Linked DNA regions of Ovis canadensis: region 2 is linked to region 1. A link is a contact called in public Hi-C data. All regions are on one chromosome and are shown on one strand. Each heading gives the region's core, a stretch centred on a gene start, on an enhancer-like site or on the middle of the called end of the contact. The rest is flanking DNA. Distances are from core to core; before and after follow the strand shown. Region 1 overlaps TRAP1 (TNF receptor associated protein 1). Region 2 holds the start of CREBBP (CREB binding protein).

Region 1 (4,421 bases), core at 1,541-4,040:
GGCCTGAGAGATCACCTTAAAGTACAACAACAAAGAAGAAGTACAAAATTAAACCCAAACACAGGAGAAAGGAGGAAATGACAAAGAGCAGAAATCAATAAAATAGAAAATGGACAAGTAATAGAGAAAATGAACAAAGCCAAAGTTGATTCTTGACAAAGATCAACAGAAGATAAGCTCCTAGCTAGACTGATGAAGAAAGAAGAGAATACCCATCATAAATACCATAAAGGGTATTGTCACAAATTCTAAGAAGCCCTGAATTTCTACTGAATTCTATCAGTTATGAGGAAGAAATAACACCAATCTTACACAAAGTTTCAGAAAATAGAACAAGAAATTGCTTCTCTTCAATTTTTGAGGATATCAAAGCCTGAGAAAGACATCACATAGACACGCACACCATAATAATAATACACCAATATCCCTCATGGACACAGACATGGAGGTCCTTAATAAAATATAAGCAAGGAAAACCCATTAAAATATAAAAATGATACTACATCATGACCAAGTAGGTTTACCTCAAAGATGCAAGGCTGGTTTGATACTGCAGGTTCAGTTCTAGACCACAACAATAAAGCAGCTACCGAGATAAAGTCACTCAAATTTGGGGGTCTCCTAGTGCATATAAAAGCTATGTTCACACTATACTATGGTCTATTAAGTGTGCAACAGCATTACGTCTAAAAACACAGGATATGGACCTTAACTGAAAAATGCTTTATTGCTAAAAAATGCTACCCATCAAAAAAAAAAAAAGAAAAAGAAGAAAAAAATGCCACCCATCATCTGAGACTCTAGCAAGTCCCAATCTCTCTGCTGGTGGAGGTCTTGCTCTGATGTTGGTGGGTGCTGACTGATAAGGGTGGTGGTGCTGAAAGCTGGAGTGCCTGTGGCAATTTCTCAATCTCTCCCTTTCACAAAGGTTTCTCTGTAGTATGTGATGCTATTTGATAGCATTTTATCACACTTTTTACAGGTTGTGGTTTGTGGTACCCCAAAACGATCACAAGAGCAAAAACATCAAAAATCACAGATCACTGTAACAAATATAAAAATAATGAAAAGGTTTGAAATACTGGGAGACACAGACATGAAGTGAGCAGATGCTATCAAAAAAGCAGTGCTAACAGACTAGCTCAACGCAGGGTTGCCACAAATCTTCAATTTGTAAAAAATGCAATTATCTGTGAAATGCAATGAAGCAAAGCACTATAATGTGAAGTAGGCCTGTAAACAGTCAATCAATATAATTAACTCTACTACACAAAAAATAATGCAGCAAAAGAAACGGTAGTAACGGGCTCGGAATAAAGGAGCGACTGGGAGCACAGCTGTGAGGACGGCGTCTGCAGAGGCAGCCAACCTCCGCCCTCAGAGAGCGTCACCGCTGTAGCACGCAGGCCCAGACTCTCTGAACTTTTAATTTTGCAAAAGAAATCAGAAACTCAAATATTCATGTCAAATCTGACTTTAAACGCTTGCATTTACTTTTTTAAAAGGTTTGAACCAAACATAACTGTTTTATAACCAGAATTAGCCTGTGATAGCTACTTTGCAACTCTTTGCTAATCTGGAAAATGAAATCCATGAGCAAGTTTACCAAAAGAGAGAAATATAAAAGCTGCAAATAAGAGGCTTCTGGGATTTCCCTGGTGGTCCAGTAGCTAAGACTCTGCACTCCCAACGCAGGGGGCCTGGGTCAGGGAACTATATCCTACATGCTGCAACTAAAGGCCCCGCATGCCACAAGGAAGAGCAAAGCTCCCATGTGCTACAACTAAGCACTGGCACAGCCAAATAAAAGAAATACAAATAAATATTAAAAAAAGAAGGTGCTGATGGGAAAAAGGTGCTGACAGACTTGCTCATCCATTTCCATTTGGTAGAAATTAGGGAACAACTCTCATAGAAGAAGCAGGTATCTTTAAAGGGCCAGACAGTAAATATTTTAGGAGTTTTGAGCCCTGTTGCTCAACTCTGCTGCTGCAGCAGGAGAGTGGTCACAGGTAACACATGAAAGAATGGCATACCCATGCTCTGATATAACTTTATTTACAAAAACAGTAAGTCTAGTTTGACCCATGCACCTTCATTCACAGAACACTGAGATAATTCATAAAGGAAAAGACTGGTATTTAACAAAGTTAAAATTAAGAACTTCTGTTCATCAAAACAAACAAAAACTCCATCTCCCTCTGAAAAACAAACATCGGGCCGAGAGTGAAGCGGTGAGCTACAAACTAGGAGAACACATGTGCAACAATTGACAAAGGGTATTATTGATAAAAGGTCAGCACCCATCGGAAATACATATGTGAAAGTGTTAGTTGCTTAGTCATGTCTGACTCTCTGCGACCCCGTGGACTGGATAGCCTGCCAGGCTCCTCTGTCCATGGGGATTCTCCAGGCAAGAATACTGGAGTGGGTAGCCCTTCCCTTCTTCAGGGGATCTTCCTATCCCAGGGATTGAACCTGGGTTTTTCGCACTGCAGGTAGATTCTTTACAATCAAGAAGAAAAAGACAGAAGCAAAAAAAAAAAAAAAAAAAAAAATGAAATAAAAACAGCATTTCACAGAAAAGGAAATATGGCTAATAAACCATAGAAAAAACTTTATTAGCAATCCATTAAAAGGCAGTTAAAAATCACAACTGAAATATCATTTCATAACCATCAAACTGACAAACATTTAAAACATCTGGAAATGCCAAGCTCTGGTGAGGATACAGCACAGTGGGGAGTCTCACAGAGCTGATGGAATGTAAACCCAGATCCACTCTGAAAAAGTCAAGTGCGGATTAAAAACACACACCCTAAACGCAGCAACTCCACATGAGTCACGCACCCTATGGAAACGCACCCGTGCGCCCGCGGGCAGGATGCCTGCACAAGGACACACCCAGAAGCCCTGGGCGAGCAGCAGCCCCATGCCTGTGCCAAGGATGGAGGAACCAGAGGCAGCACGTTCGCGTGAGGGAATCTTACAGAACGTGCCATGGGTGCCTCTTACAGCCAACACCTGGAGCACACCAAACGATCCAACAGCACACACGCTTCCGGCAGGAATCACACCTAAAGAAGTGAAGGTACAGTAACACAACCGAGGAAGCAGGCGATGCACATTACCCCGGATAAAGCTACGAAAACAACGCTGACCCAAGAAAGTCACAGCAGAATATACACAGGATGATTTCAACAAACTGTGTGTGTACGTATGTGCATCTATCCATAAACACACATGCAGAAGAAAGAAGAAAGGCAAGGGAATAAGATCCAGATTGTTCAAGTCAGCGGTCACCTCTGCGGGGAGAGAGAAAGGGACATATCGGGAGGGCGCACAGTGCCCTAGAGGGAAGGTGGCATCTGTTCCTGAGGTGGGCAGCGGGGATTCCTTTATGCTGCTTTTAGAAACATGCATTCCTTTTTAGATGGCATGCCTTTCACCAAAAGAAGGAAGGACAGGAGGGAGGTGGAAGGGAGGTTGGCAGGAAGGAAAGAGGAGAGGGAGGGAGAGGGTAAGGAAGGAGGGAGGGAAGCAGACAGACTTTGGGGTGGGGAGCTAACCACCAGCTTCCACCCCGCTGGGTCACTTTGGACTTGCAAACAGATGCACACGAGCCTCTGGAAACCAGTCTAAGCAGAGCAGCTCCCCGAGGCCTGTGGGATGTAATGGGGCCAGGGCCAGGGCCAGCTCTCCCTGAAGGCTGGGAGGGCAGGATAAGCCTTCAGTGTAGCCCGGCCTGCAGGTGGGAAGTGGAGGAGCGGCAGGAAAGGGAATCTGGCAGGCCTTGAACAACCTAATCAATACTTCCTGAGTGAAGGCCCCCGCTTTGGCATTTTGCTCTACTTCAAACCATGGTTAAGCTTCACCAGCTCAGATGACAGTAAGTCCGCAGAGCTATTACTTTTCCAGACCGTACTTCTGGTGACCCTGTGGGGACAGCACTCAGGGTGTGGGAAACGGTCTGAGGCCAGTGGAAGGTGAGTTGCTCAGTCGTATCTGACTCTTTGCGACCCCATGAATCGCAGCACGCCAGGCCTCCCTGTCCATCACCAACTCCTGGAGTTCACTCACATTTGCGTCCATCGAGTTAGTGATGCCATCCAGCCATCTCATCCTCTGTCGTCCCCTTTTCCTCCTGCCCCCAATCCCTCCCAGCATCAGAGTCTTTTCCAATGAGTCAACTCTCCACATGAGGTGGCCAAAGTACTGGAGTTTCAGCTTCAGCACCATTCCTTCCAAAGTAATCCTAGGACTGATCTCCTTCAGAATGGACTGGTTGGATCTCCTTGCAGTCCAAGGGACCCTCAAGAGTCTTCTCCAACACCACAGTTCAAAAGCATCAATTCTTCGGCGCTCAGCTTTCTTCACAGTCCAACTCTCACATCAAGTCAAGAGTACAAACCTCTAATCTG
Region 2 (4,668 bases), core at 1,204-3,703, 140 kb after region 1:
TGACGAATATGCAACCAAGGGCCCAACATAAATATAATGGTGAATTTATTCTCTGGATTATTTAAACAGAGTCATTAAAAACTGACTTTTTGGTTTCACATTCACAAAAGAGCCTCCGCGCCTTACAAGGGTCAAATAAGGGGAAAAAGTGGTCAAGAGTAGAAAATCCTTTTTGATAAAACTCTGTTGTGATTAGCAGCACATTAAGTATCTAACCATCCTGGAACAGAACTGCCCCAAAGGCCAATCCACTGTGCACCATCCTGGAAACAGCTGAAAGTATATAGTGCAACAAGCCTCTCTGTTAAAGTATCATGTTACTAATTTGTCCCTCTTTATAAAACAAAATCTAAAATAACCTCATTTAACAATAGCAAAGCTGCAAAGCCATTCAAAAGTTACCAGTTTCAGAGGACAAGCTTCAAGGCCAAACTCGTCTGGTATGATCTACATTTCATATGTTCAAAGATTTTTCACTCAAATATGTCAAGATTAATGAAGCAAAGGAGATCTATTCTGCAGTAAAACCATAGTATTTTCATGGAGTGAAATCAGAGCATTTAACTCTTGCCTGTTTCCACATCTCTCACTTCAGATAAGCCGATTTTTAAAAATTAACATCAAACTCAATTTTTATCAGCTTTTAAATAGAGTATTATTAGTGACTTAAAATCACCCACCAGACTTACTCATTCCTCTCCACTGCTTAACAAATTTATTTCAACCAGACAAGAATCTCACGACTGATATGTTTTTTGTTTTTGATTGTTTCTGTCACTTCCACATTAAATAATAGTCTAGGAATTGTATTAAAACTGCAGCCACAAAATTCAAGTTTTGTCTCAACAGGATAAAGAGATATTTAGACCACTAGTAGAAAAACACTAGTGGTCAAAGAAATATTTGCACAAGCTGAACAGCTGTGTCTACTGCAAATCTGAAGGCACTGCTGCAGCAATATAATTCAATTTGGACCCATTCATTATAAACTGATATTCAGATGCTTCTACTGCAAGACCGTAGTGGAGAAATGCAAGCAGCGCTGGGAATCAAATCGTGGGCAGCAGAGCACAAGTTTGTGTTTTACTGCAAAGGAGAGCTCTGAAAGAGGAAACACAACTAGTACATAACGCTACCGTGAACCAGCCCAGAAGAACCCAGAATCATTAAACCTACAGAAAACTAAACTACTTCTCTTAGGTAACTGATAGGAGTACCGAAGAAGGTCTCCAGACAAGCTGTTTAAACGATTTATTCAATATTCTGATAAAAATAAATTTTTAATGGTAATTCCTACATTCCTGAACATAATTTATATATATATATATATATATATGTACATTGTAAGAACACCACAAGCTCCCCTGGAGACTGCAGCCCAGATGAATCTGCTGTTTAACTTTCTTCCGAAGTTATACACGTGAAATTAACACTCCACAGCAACTTTTATGACATCTTGCTAAGAAGTTCTGGGTTGCGAAAAATGGAATGGCTTAGGTGACCAGCGACAAGAGTTTTCAAAATAGCACTAAGCATTTTCCCAGGAAGCACATTCCAAGAAACTTATAAGTCGTAACTCACGGGCTGGCTGCTGTTAGGAAAGTCCTCTGGTCGCAGCCTTGTGTATATGTTACCGATTCAGAAAACACTTCGGGATTCCTTTCGGCAGCACTATTTCCTTCTCTCACTAGCCAGCGTACCCTCCGCTGTCATCTCTCCAGCCAGCCAAGCTTGTGTGGACGGACACACGGCGGCAGTGGGAGGCAGACGGAATCACCACGCAGAATACACACGCTCCACTTTACTTTTCCTCCCTGGAAGTACCACTCGGTCTCCCGGCGAGGAGGGCTCTCCAGCTCCGGGCGATCCAAGCGCACCGGGCATGTGCCGCCCCACTCGGGCCCCATGACAGTCTTCCGACAAACTTCCCCCTCGGCGGCGGGGGTCCGGGGGAAGGGGCTGCGCGGGCCTTCGCTCCGCGGGCCCCGCACAGCCCGCAGCCGAGTTGGGGTCTCCCGGGGGCACTCACCTCCGGATGGGGCTGACAAGCAACCCCCGGGGCCCCGGCCCCCCGCCCGGCCCCCTTCTCACCTGTGCTGTCATTCGCCGAGAAGCCGGGAGAGCTGAGTTTGGCTCGTTTGGGGTTGGGCGGTCCGTCCAGCAAGTTCTCGGCCATTTTCACCTGCTCGCGAAAACAGCCCCGAGCGCGGGCGGCCGGGTCGGCGAGGGCTCCGGGGCTGGGGTCGGCGCCGGCCCCGGCCGGCTGCGAGGGGAGAGGAGCGAGCGCGAGCCGCGAGCGAGCGCCGAGGGAGAGGGAGGGCGCAGGGCCGGGTGGGGGAGGCGGCGGCCAAATCTCAGCCACAGCAACAGCGCCCCGCAGCGCTCACCGCCCGCCCCCGGCCGCCGCCGCCGCCGCCGCCGCCGCCGCCGCCGGCCGCGGCCCCCTCATCCCCTGCCCGCCTCCCGAGCGCGACACTCCGCGGCGGGGGCGCCCCGGCGGCCCGGCGGCCCCCCCGGGCCCGGCTGGCAGCGACAGCGCCCGGCCGGGCGGCTCAGGCAGTCCCCGGGAACATGGTGCCGCCGCCGCGCCGCCGCCTCGCTCCCCCCCCCCCGCGCCCCACTTAATTAATTCGCTCGCGGCCCGACTACCGGGGGGCTCCGGGCTCCGCTCCCCGCCCGCGGCCCGCCGCCGCCGCCGTAAGGAAAAACAATGCGCGAAGCGGGGCCGCCGCCGCCGCCGCCGCGGCCCCCCCACCCCCCGTTCCGCCGCCGCCGCCGCCGCCGCCGCCGCTGCCGCCGCCGCCGCCGCCGCCGCGGCTCCGGGAGGCCGAGCCGAGAGGCGAGCGGGGCCGCTGGAGCGGGCGCCGAGGGCCGGGCGGAGCGGGCCGGCCGGGCGGAGCGGGGTGCGCGGGCGGTTGTGGGGCCCGGGACCGGCGGGGCCGAGTAGATCGCGCTCGAAGCCCCGGTCGGGTCCGCGACAAGATGGCGGCTGTTGATTCCTCAATTAAAAAAAAAAGAAAGTTTTTTTTCTTCTCTTTCCAGAGCCTGAACGGGGAGGGGGAGGGGGCGGGGCACGCCGGTGCGTCACCCCCCCGCGGCGTCACTACGCACGGCCCCCGCCCCGCCCCCTCCACCTGCGCCGGCCGCGGCGGAAAGAGCCGAGCGCGCTCGGACGGAAAGGGCCGAAGGCGCGGTTGCAGTGCGTTGTGCTGCCGGGCGGAGGGACGGCCGGACTGCCGGCCGGGGGCCCGGCCTGCGGGGCGCCGGGCGTCGGCACCGCCGCCACTTTTGTTCTGACGGCGACTGGGCGGTGAGAGCTCTGGCTGCGGCCTGGCCTCAAGCCGGGCCCCTGGGCGTGGAGTCGGCTGTGACAGGGCCCGCCTGTCCCGCAGGGCGACTCTGCTCAGTCCCGGCTTCTCTCCCCGCTGCCCCGCGACTAGGCCTGGCCACTTCCCCTCGCCGGATGCCAGCGATGTATCGTGGCCTCTGCAGGTTACACATTGCCCTCTGGTTCGCCTGCGAGCGGGTGCAGTGGGGAAACTGAGGCAGGAAGTGGCGGGGCCGGAATTCGAACGCCCCCGCGAGATGTGAGGGGCGTCGCCAGGCTTCTGAGCCCCTGTTCCGCAGCCCGATGCCCCGGGGGCGCCAGGTGCGACACCCTCAACCTGCCTCGAGGTGGTGAGCGCTGTCCTCCAGCCGGGCGCTCTCAGCCTGTCCCCAGGCCCAGAAGGCCCCATTACATCAGGGCTTAGGGCCTCGACGGGCCTTGGTGCGCTACCCTCGCCGCCCCACGACAACCTCCTGGAGCCCTCAGGTGCTCCAGACAGGTGTGGGGTCCCAGGGGGATCGGCCCGCCTGGCCACTCCCCACAGGATGGTTCCACAAAAATCTGAGGTGTTCACACATCTCAGTTCTTTTTATCTGCTTCTCAAAACTTGCCAGCGCTTCATCCGAAGCCCTTATCTGAAAGGTATCACCAGCAACCTGTTCCCTAAGCCAGAATTCTGAGAGTCAGCGCCGACTCCTCCCTCCCTCTCCACCCACCGAGCAACCTGCCTCCCAGGTCCTTTACCTGGGCAAACCGCTCTTCCTCCCACTCCCCGGCTCCAATGGCATCTCCCCACTAAGCGTCCCTTGAAAACTATATTTCTCCCCATTCAGCACCAGAGTTAACTTCTTGGAAAGAGAAAAAAACTCTGCTTCAAAGAAACAGCATTTATATAGTGTCTGTGATGGTCTTCAAGTGTTAAGACTGAGTGATCTCACTTTCCTGTACCCGCAAAAACTAATACAACATAGTAAAGCAACTATACCTCAACTAAAAAAAAAAAAAGACTGAATGATCTTTCTACTTTTTTCTGTTTATGTATATTGTTCAAAATCTTGACTGCCCCCCTTTGCATCCCTCTTCCATTATCCATGCCTCACTCCATCCTTACTCCCCCCCCCCACAATCACTAGAAGTTCTTACCACTCAGACCTCTTCATACTTTTGCAACTGCTGTTCCCTGTGCTGAGAATACATATACCTGGCAAACTAACTAATACCAAGACCCGGTTCAAATATCACCTGCTCCAGGAAGCCCTCCCAGCCCAGTTTAGAGCTCCCACAGCACTTGTGGGCATACTTCTGTGAAGGTATACCACACACACGCTCATTTTTTATCC

Evidence for each region. A called contact is a pair of places that touch in the nucleus more often than the background predicts.
Region 2: a contact with region 1 is called in a Hi-C map of fibroblasts, with 5 times the contacts expected there. The contact joins the promoter of CREBBP here to the enhancer-like site in region 1. A contact is called at or near these places in 2 of 2 Hi-C or Micro-C datasets (fibroblasts and lung).

The regions. Positions count from the first base shown.
Region 1 is chr24:18,282,356-18,286,776 of ARS-UI_OviCan_v2, forward strand. All of the region lies in intron 2 of TRAP1 (TNF receptor associated protein 1), which reads right to left. Among named protein-coding and RNA genes, the nearest start is that of TRAP1, 16 kb to the right of the region's middle. Within about 2 kb of position 2,791, the one cell type or tissue checked has open chromatin away from gene starts, as enhancers often do. A contact at or near this core is called in fibroblasts, where this site is marked.
Region 2 is chr24:18,424,339-18,429,006 of ARS-UI_OviCan_v2, forward strand. CREBBP (CREB binding protein) reads right to left here and starts at 2,454. Exons shown (of 31, transcript XM_069570662.1): 1 at 2,092-2,454. The coding sequence starts at 2,176.